3 separate regions of the Sus scrofa genome follow, and all the other regions are linked to region 1. The links are chromatin contacts, called in public Hi-C and promoter capture Hi-C maps. All regions are on one chromosome and are shown on one strand. Each heading gives the region's core, a stretch centred on a gene start, on an enhancer-like site or on the middle of the called end of the contact. The rest is flanking DNA. Distances are from core to core; before and after follow the strand shown. Region 1 overlaps ALOX5 (arachidonate 5-lipoxygenase). Region 2 holds the start of LOC100522401 (WASH complex subunit 2A). Region 3 overlaps NCOA4 (nuclear receptor coactivator 4).

What was found. Promoter capture Hi-C pulls out the DNA fragments that hold promoters and counts their contacts. A called contact is a pair of places that touch in the nucleus more often than the background predicts.
Region 2: a promoter capture Hi-C map of fetal liver shows a contact between it and region 1, with 5 times the contacts expected there. The contact joins the promoter of LOC100522401 here to the enhancer-like site in region 1. A contact is called at or near these places in 4 of 5 promoter capture datasets (fetal liver, fetal skeletal muscle and liver), 5 of 47 Hi-C or Micro-C datasets (fetal liver, heart right ventricle, liver and 1 more) and 2 of 2 datasets of contacts at active chromatin or transcription factors (alveolar macrophages and skeletal muscle).
Region 3: a Hi-C map of liver shows a contact between it and region 1, with 4 times the contacts expected there. The contact joins two enhancer-like sites. A contact is called at or near these places in 5 of 47 Hi-C or Micro-C datasets (embryonic fibroblasts, heart right ventricle, liver and 1 more).

What each region holds. Positions count from the first base shown.
Region 1 is chr14:90,864,406-90,868,788 of Sscrofa11.1, reverse strand. ALOX5 (arachidonate 5-lipoxygenase) reads left to right here. Exons shown (of 15, transcript XM_021072736.1): 7 at 849-995; 8 at 3,575-3,778. Among named protein-coding and RNA genes, the nearest start is that of ALOX5, 40 kb to the left of the region's middle. Within about 2 kb of position 1,603, at least 62 of the 83 cell types and tissues checked have an H3K27ac peak or open chromatin away from gene starts, as enhancers often do. A contact at or near this core is called in alveolar macrophages, fetal liver, liver and 1 more, where this site is marked.
Region 2 is chr14:90,580,257-90,585,004 of Sscrofa11.1, reverse strand. LOC100522401 (WASH complex subunit 2A) reads right to left here and starts at 2,606. Exons shown (of 33, transcript XM_003133111.6): 1 at 2,458-2,606; 2 at 2,247-2,369; 3 at 1,162-1,326. The coding sequence starts at 2,460.
Region 3 is chr14:90,518,351-90,522,495 of Sscrofa11.1, reverse strand. The region is part of intron 1 of NCOA4 (nuclear receptor coactivator 4); the gene reads left to right. Among named protein-coding and RNA genes, the nearest start is that of NCOA4, 11 kb to the left of the region's middle. Within about 2 kb of position 2,680, at least 12 of the 83 cell types and tissues checked have an H3K27ac peak or open chromatin away from gene starts, as enhancers often do. A contact at or near this core is called in liver, where this site is marked.

The sequences.
Region 1 (4,383 bases), core at 354-2,853:
GAAATAGCAACAACAACAACAACAAAAAAAACAAAAAAAACACAAAAGGCTTTAGAAGAAGCACCTCTTGTCCCCTCCATGAACTCTTTCAGCTGTGGCCTGAGCAGACCCAGCCCTGTGAAAGGAGCCCTCATGACGCTCAGGTTAGGCTCCATCAAGGGACTCAAGTGTAGACTGGGAAAGGCTGCTTTCTACCTCCCCCAAATCCCAGGCACGTTTCTAGTTTATGTTGAAGTATATTTATAGAAAAGGGCACAAATCAGGATCAGGAGTGGCAGTAAATTCAGTGAATTTATACCAAGTGACTTTGTCATGCCACCAGCCTCAGACCAAGACACAGAACACACCACTCTGACAGTAGCCCCCCAACCCCTGCAGGTTCCCTCTTGCCCTTGTAAACATCCCTCACCCCTGAAGATCCACCTCTAAAGACCTCCCTTGGCCCTGAAGACCCCCTCCTGACCCTGTGGACACCTGCCCCTGTAGGCCCCACCCCTGCAGAACTTCCTACCTTCAAACCTGCTTATCTATTTCATCTAAACTCTGTGTTCTTTCTTCTTACACTATCATTCTGGGTAGTCTTTCAACATCTTTCATGAGGGTCAGGCAGACAGCAGGTTCAGCACTTGCGAAAGTGGCCACTTCCGTTCGTTCACCTTACTGAACCCCACCACCACCACCAACTTTGGAAACTGATATCCATCAGCTGTTGAGTCAGAGGATAGAGAACGCTAAGTTCTGAACTCCAGGGCCTGCAGAGCGGTCCGTCCCTCCCTCTGGGCCTGAATCTTGGGTCGTCCATCTCTGGCTGAAACCGATTTGGACCTATTTCTTCCTGCCTCCTGCAGCAAGGGAACATTTTCATCGTGGACTTTGAGCTGCTGGATGGCATTGATGCCAATAAAACAGACCCCTGCACTCTGCAGTTCCTGGCCGCGCCGGTCTGCTTGCTGTACAAGAATCTGGCCAATAAGATTGTTCCCATCGCCATCCAGGTAGGCTGCCCAACCCTGTTCTCTTGCAGGGCGGCTCCACCCTCCGCAGCCAGGGGTAGGGGGGATTTCCTGGGTGGAGAGAATCTAGGGCTTTCTGGTGTTCCGACTGTGGCGCAATGGCGTCTGAGGAGCTCTGGAGCTCTGGAACGCAGGTTGGATCCCCGGCATGGCACAGTGGGTTCAAGATGCGGTGTTGCCGCAACTGCCATGTAGACCGAAACCGTGGCTTGGATCTGATCCCTGTCCCAGTAACTCCATATGCCCCGGGGCAGCCAAAAAAGAGGAAAAAAAAAAAAAATTGACCACAAATAGGGTTTATTTCTGGCCTCTCAATACTGTTCTGTTGGTCTAAACCACTCTGAGCCTCAATTTCTCCCCAATGTGAAAAGGGAATGGCAAGGAATACCTGCTTTGCCGGGCCATAGTTAGGACTGAGATAGCACAAGTACAGCCCCTAGCAGGCAGCAGCAGGTCTCCTCCTCCGTGAAGCACGCACCAGAGCATAGTAGGCGTCCCACCTGCTGCGCAAGCAGTGTGGGTGGGGCCAGGCTGTCGGAGCAAAACAGCAAAGAGCAAACACTGGGAGGGGCGGAGCTGTGCATGGTGGAAACAGAAAGAGGAAGGGCGGGACAATAAGAGGGGAATGACACGGGCGGGGCGGGACAGTAGGAGGGGCAGCAATGGGGGAAGGGCTTGGGGGATGGGCACTAGGGGAGGGCCGTTGGGAGGGGCGGGGACAGTGAGACTTTAAAACGGGCTGGAGTGGTTTCAGTGCTCACAGAACTTTATAATTTTACGAGAAAACCTGTTAATCCAAATTTTTATGAGAAATGATTGATATTTAAAGATTGACAGCCAATTGCATTCGTAAACAAACAAGAATATTGCGTAGGTCAGACTTCGCTCTTCTCCATGCGCTGCTCTGTCCTGGGTAAGCTCGAGCAGGCAGGAGCGGTCTGACCAGAGCCACTCTGTCCAGTGTGGGAGCTGGGGCCACCCATGGCTCTGGAGACCTTGAAATGTGGTTAGTCCCAACCAAGGTCTCTGTGAGTGCAAAGTACACGTCCGAATTTTGAAGACAGAATGAGAAAAAAAGAATGTCAAATATCCCATTAATAATTTTTTTATTTCCATGTTGAAATGAGATATTGGGTAGATTACAACTACGTTATTAACATAAAGTTCACCTGTATCTTTTTACTTCTATTACGGTGGCTGTAACTGAGCAGGACCCTATGGGACCTTCCTGAGACAGATTCCCCGCCCCCCCCCCCCGCCCCGTCCTCCGCCTCGTAAAACTGTGCTTGAGTTTACTAGCATATTAACATGTAAATAATGAGAAGCGTCCAGGTAAGAGCCTCCCGGGTCTCTCTGCTCCAGGTGAACACTGGGGGGCGCGCTGCTCAGCAGCGCGCACAGCGAGGGCCCCTGGCGACCGCATTTGGCAGCTCCGGGTCCGGCCACCAGCCGGCGTCCGCCGCGCCCCGGTGAGATCCGAAGCCGAGAGCGCGAGGGCTGCGCTGCTGCTCTGCGGCCCCCCTCGAGCCCGTGCTGGCTGGGGCGCTTTTTACCCCCACGGTGCTTCTTGCGAGTGGGCCAGCCCTTCCTGGCACTGGCGGCCCCAGAAGCGAGCCGCCTGGCAGCACCCACAAGTGCTGAACTCCCAGAGCTTCTTCTCAGTCATCGCATCTTTCAGAGAAGGACACGATGCTGTGAGGTTGCGAGGCTGTGTGGGGCGCTGGGGGAGAGCCCCAGGAATGCAAGAGGCTGTTGTCATGGGCAAAGCTAGGGACCAGGGACTGGTGGCCAGGGAGGGTCAAACATGAGGTACATCAGAGGACAGATTACGGAGTTTGGGCACCTATTTTCTGGCATTAAGAGGTGACTGGTTTTTAAAGAAGGGATTGACCTGACATGATTTGCATTTTAGAAAGAAAAATCACCTTGGCCTCAGTGTAGAGTTGAACTGGGAAAGGGGAGGACAAGCCAGCCTCTACTATGGAGGCACCTGGCTGCAGGTCTGGGCTGGAGGACAGTGACCTGGGACACTGCGTCATGCCAACCCCAGAGTCCTAGGAACAGGAGGAGCTAACCAAGGGCAAGAAGGGAATTCGGGAGCACCAAGACAGAGCCTGGGGAACAGCAGCATTTTGGGGGAGAGCAGAGGAAGGCAAAGTTGGGAGACCCAAAAGCAGCAGCAGAGAATTGGGTGGAAGCAGCAAGGAGGGGCAGAGACCAGGATCAGATGGAGGACCTGCCTCAGCACCCCCTTCACACATGGCCTCCTTGCTGACACCTTCGTGCCGTTTCATTCAATCCCCCTATAACTGTGAGGTAAGGAAACACTGTCCCCTTATTACAGATGGTGAACTCAGAGCTCAGAAAGGCTAAGCTGTCCAGGGTTCCACAGCTGATGCAGCTGGGATAGGAAATACCAATGCTGGGCCGCTGCCCTCCCCCACAATCCTCTTGTGATTCAAAGGTCACTGTTTAAGACATGTGGATTCTCCTGGAATTTCCTGAGAGGTCAGTCTCTCCCACAAAATACTGCGATGTGTTTTCTTTCTCCAATGCATCAGCTCAACCAGGTCCCAGGAGATGAGAACCCTATTTTCCTCCCTTCGGATGCAAAGTATGACTGGCTTCTGGCCAAAATCTGGGTCCGCTCCAGTGACTTCCACGTCCACCAGACCATCACTCACCTTCTGCGCACACATCTGGTGTCTGAGGTTTTTGGTATCGCCATGTACCGCCAGCTGCCTGCTGTGCACCCCATTTTCAAGGTACGGCAAGCTACTGCCTCACCTCGTTGTAGAGGGTACTGGATATGGAGGATGGGGCACAGGAGGGAGAGAGGAGGGGCACTGACATCCCCATGGGACTGTGGCTGGAGGTGGCCAGAAGAGACCCCTCAAGCGATGCTCAGGGGGCGGGGGGTGGGCAGGGAGGTTCCCCCGAAGAAGGAAGCAGCTCTGAGCCTCCTGGTTCCTGAGGGCCTGGGCCTGGGGGAGAGAGGGAGAGTTTGAGGAGTCAAATGAGTTCAGTGTAACCCTGTCTGATCCCAGGTGGCAGTCCCCACTCTCCCTGCCCTTGTTTCCTCCTGAATCCTACTGGCACTGACCACTGGGGTAACTGCAGGCTCAAATTACCCCTGTGTGCCTCCGTTTCCCCTTCTGTAAAACAGAGATCAAATAGTACACCTGCCTCCTAGGATTACCATCAGAGTTAAAATAGTTAAATTTGGAGAACTTTAAACAGTGCCCACCACACAGTTACACTCCACGTAAGCGTAGACTGTTACCATTTTTATCATGATCATTATGGCCAAAAATCAAAGCTGCATCCCCCAGGCCTCCGGCAGCTGCTCAGCATTGAAGGTCAGCATGCC
Region 2 (4,748 bases), core at 1,357-3,856, 280 kb after region 1:
AATACATACACTACAGTATAAAACAGATGATTAACAAGAACCTGCTGTAAAGCACAAGAAAATCTACCCAACAGCTCATAATTAACCTACATGGGAAAAAATAATGGATATATTTTTATGTATGACTAATTCACTTTGCTGTACACCTGAAGCTAATACAACATTGTAAATCAACTTTACACCAATAAAATAAGTTTAAAAAAAAATTTTTTTTTGTCTTTTTAGGGTCACACCTACAGCATATGGAAGTTCCTGGGCTATGGGATGAATCAGAGCTACAGCTGCTGGCCTGCACCACAACCATAGCAACATGGGATCGGAGCTGCACCTGCAACCTACACCACAGCTCATGGCAAGGCCGGATCTTTAACCCACTAAGTGAGGCCAGGGATCAAACCCACATCTTCATGCATACTAGCTGAATTCATTCCTACTGTGCCACAATGGCAACTCCCTAAAAAGTTTTTTAAAAACTAAAAGAACGTTGGAGTTCCTGTTGCTCAGCAGTAATGAACCAGACAAGTATCCATGAGGTTTGATCCCTGACCTTGCTCAGTGGATTGAGGCTCTGTCATTCCCGTGAGCTGTGGTGTACATCGCAGATTCAGCTCAGATCCCACATTGCTGTGGCTGTGGTGCAGGTTGGCAGCTTATAGCTCCAATTAGACACCTAGCCTGGGAACTTCCATATGCCTTTGGTGCAGCCCTAAAAAGCGAAATAACAACAACAACATAGGTTCAGCCATCATAACAAAATGTTAGTTGGGAATATTCCAAGTAGACACACACACGACTTTACTATAACTTATCAATATTGGATACAATCAATAATACACTGGTGCCCAGAGGATCAGACCAGTTGTACAGCTCCGTACAGAGTATGCTCAATAACAAGGTTTGTTGGAGTGTCATGCAATTCTGCACAACACCGACTACTCCAAAACCAAAAACCGATGGAAACACTGGAATATGAGGAAATTTTATCATTAGGTTTTTTCAAAGGCTTAAAAAAATTTACTAATAAAAAAGGGGGTGAGGCATTAATTATAAAGAACCACTACTTCCACCAAAATTTAGTAGAGAACCTAATAATAGATCATGGAGTATTACAATGGCTCTTGCTCCTCCTAAAAGTAGTATTTATTTATAAATCTGACTCACGTTCTCAATGAACTGGGTATTAGACAGCATAAGGAAGTCATTGAAGACATTATGCAGGCGACAATCTGTGGCTTTAGTTTCCCGAATTAGTCCATCCACTTGTTTCTTGATTTCATGGGTCCTAGAGATAGTCTGCTGTGAGAATTCCTGTAGAAACTGTAGCAGCTATTTAAAAAATAAACATACAGTAGTATCAATATTATACACATCTATTCTGCATATCAAAACAGGAAAGAACCCATTTCCTTTTGTGTGTGTGTGTTGGAATGTAAAAGGGATTCTGCTTTTGACAGCTTTATGACCAAGTAGCATCAAAAAACATTAAGAAAGTTCATCAGCCTTGAGCTGTGGTGTAGATCGCAGACGTGTCTCAGATCTGTCAGGGCTGTGGATGTGGAGTACCTAGGCCAGCAGCTACAGCTCGGATTCCACCCCAAGCCTGGGAACCTCCATATGCCGCGGGTGTGGCCCTTAAAAAAAAAAAAAAAAAAAAAGAAAGTTCATCAAAACAGCGGCAACGAGTCAACGGATACTTGCCATCTCATTTTGGGAGGAATTTTTAAGTCCTGTTTGGTTGTCATTCTACAGGGATTGCAAACGAAAGCCAAAACAACAAACCACTACTTTTATCCAAAAATCCTACTTCAAATGGGACTTTGGAATGACCATTTTCAGTTTACTGGGTGGGCCCTTAGCTAAAAAGTCTCACTCAAGGATATCCATATACTAGTTTTTCTACTGCCCCACTCAGTCCAGGTCCCAACATGGAATTGACGAAGTAATGCCATTGTAAGCCTGCGGAGCGGCGGAAGCCGATTTCCCAGCTCAGGATGGAGTTGGTTGCCGGTCTGGAAAACCCCAACGAGGAAAACAGCCGGGTGTCCAGGCCGCTGTCTGCTTGGGAGCGCTCAGAGGGCTAAGGACAACCGGCCCACCACCGCCCAAGTGCCTGGGGATTGCCGCCGGGGAGTTTTTGAGGGCAAGAAGAGATGTGTTAAGTCGATGTTTATGGGGAGTCCCATCCTCCCTCCCGCATCACCCCGGATGAGTCGCCCTCCCCTCCCGTCCCTGGGCCCGCCTCTCACGCCCGCGTCGGCCGCCAGCGACCAGCTTTGGCTGCTTCTGCGGATCTCTTCCACCGACCAGGGCCGCTCCCACACGGGCTCCGACGCCGGCGCCCGCTCCTGGTCGGGGGTGGTCTGGTTCATCTGCAGCGGGAAGGACGAGAAGAGGCGCTGAGCTCCGGGAGGGCAGAGGGGGCCGGGGCCCAACCCTCACCCAACCTGCCACTCTCACCATCCTCGCCGCGCAGCCTCACGGGCTCCAAGGGCCCGCAGGACGCACCCGCTGAGCCTGGAAGGTCTCTGGAAGCCGAACTTCTCAGTGGTGCCTCAGGCACGTGACTGTAGATCACATGACCCCGGCGCCGGTGACCTGCCCCTCATGTGACCGGCAGTGGATGGCTGCCGGACTGCCGGAAGGAAGGTGCAGAAGCCGGCTGGGGACACTAGACCTCTTCTAAGAGGCCTGTGGCCACATGGATGGACCTAGAAGTTATCATACTAAGTGAAGTAAGTCAGAAAGACACCTATCATATATCACTTAGATGTGATATATATATGACATAAATGAGCCTATCTATGAAACAGACTCACGTTCACAGAGAATTTGTGATTGCGGAGGGGGGTCCGGAAGGGATGGCTGGGGAGTTAGGGATTAGCAGATGGTGACTAATGTACGGAATGTGTAAAAAACAAACTTCTATTGTATAGCCCAGGGAACTATATTGAATATCCTGTGATAAACTTTAATAGAAAAAGAATATGAAAAAATGTGTGTATAACTGAATCACCGTTATACAGCAGAATTTGAAACATTGTAAAGCAAATATACTTGAATAAAGTAAATTTTTAAAAATCTATTTCACTAAAAGAAAAAAAGCCTGCAGCCGGGCTATGGTGGCGGGAGTTGGAGAAAGGAAGGGTGCAGACGCCAGGGGGAGCTGAAGGGGTGCGTCCGACGGGTTGCATTTTAAGCTAGAGGGCAGTTGGCAGGGTGTGATCAGCCCGGAAACGCCTGGCAGCGAGGTATGTTTAGAGAGAAGGGCCAAAGGGAGAACCAGCCTAGGAGTTTTAAACGTTCCAGGCGGTGGGCAGAGGAAGAGCTCGCTGCTGCATCTCTTCCTTGCTGCATCTCTGCTGCCTGTCGCGGGGTCAGCGCACAGGCGCCCAGATTTACTGGATGGTGACTGTTTAAAATCCTTTACTCGCTAGCCAGTGCCCTCAGATTCAAGTTCAAACTCCTCATATAACAGGCAAAAGCCCTTTAATATCTGATTCCTGCCTACGAATCCTTCTTCAACGTGCCCAGCTTCCCCACCAGCGTTCTGCGACCCCTCACACTTCCTTGAAGTTCCCTCTGCGGAGTCCCTCTTCCTCCAGACCAACTTACTTTTTAAAATGAAGATCCCTATTTCTTTCCATTCTTTTTCGGTTTTGTTTTTTTGTTTTTCTTTTTTGGCCACTCCACAGCATGTGGAGTTTCTAGGCCAGGGATCAGATCGAGTCGCAGTTGCGACCTAAGCGCAGCTCTGGCCACCTGGGATCCTTTGGCCATCCTGGGATCCTCTGGGGCGGGGTGTCAAACCTATGTCCCAGGGCTTCCACGACGCCCATGCCACAGTCGGAACTCCATTTCTTTCCATTCTTATGTGCCCATGGGCAAGTTATTTTAATCCTTATGAGTTTTCCTCCTCAGTAAAAGGAAGTTACATGTTTTGCAGGAACTGTGGTAACATTTGTAAACAGCACAATGCCTACCATACTGTGAGCATTAAACATAGATTTTACCACTTCCTCAGTGGCCTCTGTTTATCAAACTCTTGAGCTTTCCATTGTTTTTGCCTCTGTCTCTCTAGTGAAGACTTCCCTAATTCCCAAGGATAATTTTAAATGCCCCCCTCAGTTATTTTCTAAGGGTTCACACAAATATTCACCGTAGACTATCATAAGTGTATTGTAATTTACTTATCTATCCTTTTTAATAATAATGTCTAACATTTATGAAGCACATATAATGTATCAACTGCTTTATATGTATTAATTCATTTAATTCTCACAATGACTCTGTGAGGTGGTTACTGTTATCCCCATATTTTACAGTGGGGAAACTGAGGCACAAAGAGAATAACTTACTCAGGGTTGGACAACTAGTAATGAAGCAGAGCCAGGAACCTACACCATTAGCCACTATGTTACACTATAGCTAGTCTTAGTTTCTTAAGAGAACTTCATTGTTGGTTTTTTGTTTGTTTGTTTGTTTGTTTTTGTGGGGTTTTTTTTTTAGCAGTGCCTGCAGCATATGCAAGTTCCTGGGTTAGAAATCAAACCTACACCACAGCAGTGACCCAAGCTTCTACAGTGATAATGCCAGATCCTTGACCCACTGCACCGCAAGAGTACTCCAGAACCTTATTTTTAAATTGCAGTCTACCAACCTCCTAGCCCTTCTCCAACATTCATTAAAAAATATATATGATTTGACCCCTAGCCTGGGAACTTCCATATGGCACCGGTGCGGCCCTAAAA
Region 3 (4,145 bases), core at 1,431-3,930, 350 kb after region 1:
ATCGTGAATTTATTATTACCTAATTTTTGTTTGTTTCTTCAGGCATTAACCTTTATTTACGTGGCTTTTAAGACATTACAGGAGTTCCCGTCGTGGCTCAGAAGAAACGAATCTGATTAGCATCCATGAGGATGCAGGTTCGATCCCTGGCCTCGCTCAGTGGGTTAAGGATCTGGTGTTGCAGTGAGCTGTGGTGTAGGTCAGACGAGGCTCGGATCCTGCGTTGCTTTGTCTGTGGCACAGGCTGGCAGCTACAGCTCCAGTTATACCCCTTGCTTGGGAACCTCCATATGCCGCAAGGGTGGCCCTAAAAAACAAAGCAAAACAAAAACCCAAAACCAACATTACAGAGAATCAGATCCTAAATTTCAGAAACTACTTATTAAAGAATTAAAGGGCTAGGGTAAGATACACATATTATAACCTTTGAATTAATGAATTTTGATATAAAAACAACCTTTTATTTTTTTGAACTGAGAATAAGTAGAAAGAACCTACCAAGTAAAGAAATGCCTCAAATGAAATTGCAGACTATTATTCTATAATTTATAATTTTTTTCCCTGAAAATGTGTACAAATGATCTTATACATATTGTTTCATCAGAGATAACCAAATTGGTAGTTGTATTTCAAACTTAGAAATTCATAGACCATAAGTTTCCTACGATTTTTTTTTTTCTTTTTTCTTTTTAAGGGCTTGGTCTTCTAGCAGTGAATTAGATGCTAGGAAAATAAGTAAAAAGTGGATATCTGTTTTGGAGGGGAAGGCCCGGTGGGAAGGGGGAGGAACAGTGTGACTGGAAGGAACAGAAATGACTTGCAGGAGTTCCCGTCGTGGCTCATCGAAGCTGACTAGGATCCATGAGGACGCGGCCCCGGCCTCACTCGGTGGGTTAAGGATCTGGTGTGGCTGTGAACTATGGTGTAGGTCGCAGATGCAGCTTGGATCTGGCATTGCTCTGGCTGTGGCATAGGCTGGCAGGTGTAGCTCCAATTGGACCCCTAGCCTGGGAATCCATATGCCGTGGGTGTGGTACTAAAAAGCAAAAAAAAAAAGAAGAAGTGGCATGTAGTCTTAGCCTCATTCGGAGGGACGAATGGAATGCAGAGTGGTTGTGATAAGATGTGAGATCAGAACCCAGGGCTCTTGTGCCTATCCTTCATACTTGGAAGTGTTTTGGTTATTCTGAGCCTATCATGACATGCAAGAATACTGTTTATTTTTGTTAGCATTATCTAAGGAAGAAGGTTCTGAAAAATTGTTATAATTTATTGAGAACTGTGAGAATGGACTGAGATTCCTAATGAAAGTTGTTCTGATAGTAACCCATTAGAATGTTAGTTTTGGAGTTCCCGTCGTGGCACAGTGGTTAACGAATCCGACTAGGAACCATGAGGTTGCGGGTTCGGTCCCTGCCCTTGCTCAGTGGGTTAATGATCCGGCGTTGCCGTGAGCTGTGGTGTAGGTTGCAGACGCGGCTCAGATCCCACGTTGCTGTGGCTCTGGCCTGGGCCAGTGGCTACAGCTCCGATTGGACCCCTAACCTGGGAACCTCCATACGCCGCGGGAGCTGCCCAAGAAATAGCCCAAAAAAAAAAAAAAAAAAAGAGTAGAATGTTAGTTTTAATCTCTAGTGTTCACAAATAAAAATAATTTATGGATGATAATAAACTAAAGGAAGAAGAAGCTGGTCAGAGGGAGAGAATTCAGGACTAGATCCTAAGAGTCCTAGTTCTAAAGACAAATCTACCTTTTATGGCTATGGCCCTTTAGATGGTCATTTAAAGTATCTAGGCCTTTGTGGTTTCTTTTATAAAAATGAGAGTAGTCTCTAAAGAGATCATTATGGTTTTTTCCAACTTTAAATTGTGGTTTAAATTGTGTTGGTCACAAGAGAGTTACAGCTCTTAGGAAATTTTTAAACTTGTGATAAGTACTTAGCTTCGTTTGTGACTTCGTTGCTCAATTCTGGTTCCATGATCTTTGGATTTCATAACTAGGTTTGTGCAAAGCATTGTGCAAAAGGGGCATATATAGTTTATAGAACTCTTCAAGGAGAGCTCCAGGTTTCCCTGGAGCTTTATTTATTTGTTTGAAGGATCTGTGTGTTTCCCTCTTGATTTCTTACCTCCCCCAAAACCTAGGACAGGGATCCTAGGGGCAGGGAAGTTTTAGAAAGCACTTAGACATTTAACTTGTCTCAAAAAAAAAAAAAAAAATCATGTGTAAGGCACCCTAATTTTGAAGGTGGTAAAGCAGTAGTTCGGATTATAAAGGTAAAAGAAAAAGACATTTTTAGTAGTCTTTCATTGATTTGAATTTTAGAATTAGAGCTGAAATCCAGTCTTTTCACTGGTAAGAAAACAGGCAAAAAATGTATATACTTGGTGTATATTAGAGGGTTTAGACTATTGAGTTTTTGCCATGAAAACAACTTGCCTTTTGCTATGTTAAATAGTGAGAGTGTAGATGGGGAGCTAGTTTATTATTAAATATCCTTCCCCCTAAGTCTATGAAGTAGGTATTGTTATCTTCATCTATAATTAGGACATTAGGTTCAAAAAGGGTAAATGATCCGAAGTTATAGCATTGATTAATGGCTGTATGAGTCTAAGCCAGGGCGTCCTCACTTCAAAGCCTTTTCTAGCGTCAGTACTGTTTTCTGTAGTCCAAAGGTTGAAGTTCCTTAGGTCCCCATAACTCAGCTAAACCTAAGAACAAAAACAGCAAAAGCCTTAAAAAATGTGGTGTATACGAGGCTGGGTTAAGTGATTATAGGCAGATGTTGTCTCTCTTTAACTTCACTGCAGCACTTGGTAGCTACTGTCATTGTCTCTGTTTTTTTTTCCCAGAGGATATTGAGGTCCAAAAAGGTTAAGTGTCTAGCTCCTGTGTCTCAAGTTTGCAAATAAAGCCAGAATTCTGGTTTTGTAGACCTCAGAGTAATCTTTTAACCCTCATGCTCGTTACACTGGTTGTCTAACCTGAAACAAATGGTAAATTGTTGAAATTGCCCATGTGAGCTAGATAACTTATTTGAGTCTCTTTGGATGTGACATTTTATAAAACTAGCTCAGGCTTCACTTTATGGTGGTTTGAATTCACCTGTGTGGAGGAATTCTTGGTTTCAGCTTGGAGGGCTTCCTCCTCACTGAAGGCAGACCTTTGCACAGCTCCTTTCTTGGAATCTAGGCTTATGGAAGCTGACTGCCCCTTGACTGCTCCACACAGCAGGGGCAGCAAAGGGACAGGCATCCCAGGACTGGCATAAAGAAATTAAATAGGTTCTTTTTTCTTTTTTTCACTGTTAAAGTTTTATTGAAATGTAGTTGATTTACAGTTGATTTACAGTGTTGTGATAATTTCTGCTGTACAACAAATTAATTCAGTTATACAGGAACACACATCCATTCTCTTTCAAATTCTTTTTGAAACAGGTTTTTCTTAGTGGCTAACAAATGGGCTCTAAAGACCCTTATTCTAATAAGATGCCTATTTCATTTTAATTTGAAAACAAAGGATAAATACGTAGGGTAAAAAATCCATTTTGTAACTTTTAAATCTCCTACCTTCTTTTCTCAGCTGATAAGGGGAAAATCCAATTTATGTACTTTTGTCATATTCTGTTCTTGTTAGGCAATTGTATAGTACTTGTGATTGACTTGAGAAGACTTACTTCTGTAAGTTAGTACCATGGGCATTTGAATTTGTCTTCCACATGATCTAGAGCTCTAGGGCTTTTGACATTGTGAAGCAGCATTTTGTTTAATTTTACTGATTAAATTTTCCTCTGAGCTAGGCATTGTGGCATTCCATATAAATCCTTAGGTGAGGACCTACGGGTGGAAAATTGGGCACTGGTAAAAGTTGCTAATACATTTGAAAAACAGCTAAACGTGCTTTGCACATAGCTAATTTAAGTGCAAAATGAAGTAATTTCTGGTAATGAGGTGATACTCCACTCTCGGAATATGAGTCAGCTTTTCACTCATGTTATGCAGGTATTTTTCAAAGTTCCAACAACGTGCACCAAGTGTACACTAATGGGTGCTTAAAACAAGGCAGCTTACAGTGTAAAAAAGTATCAGATAGCTACATTTGGTGTTTTTTAAGAGTTGGCAAAAATCTCCAAGGGGATTCCTAT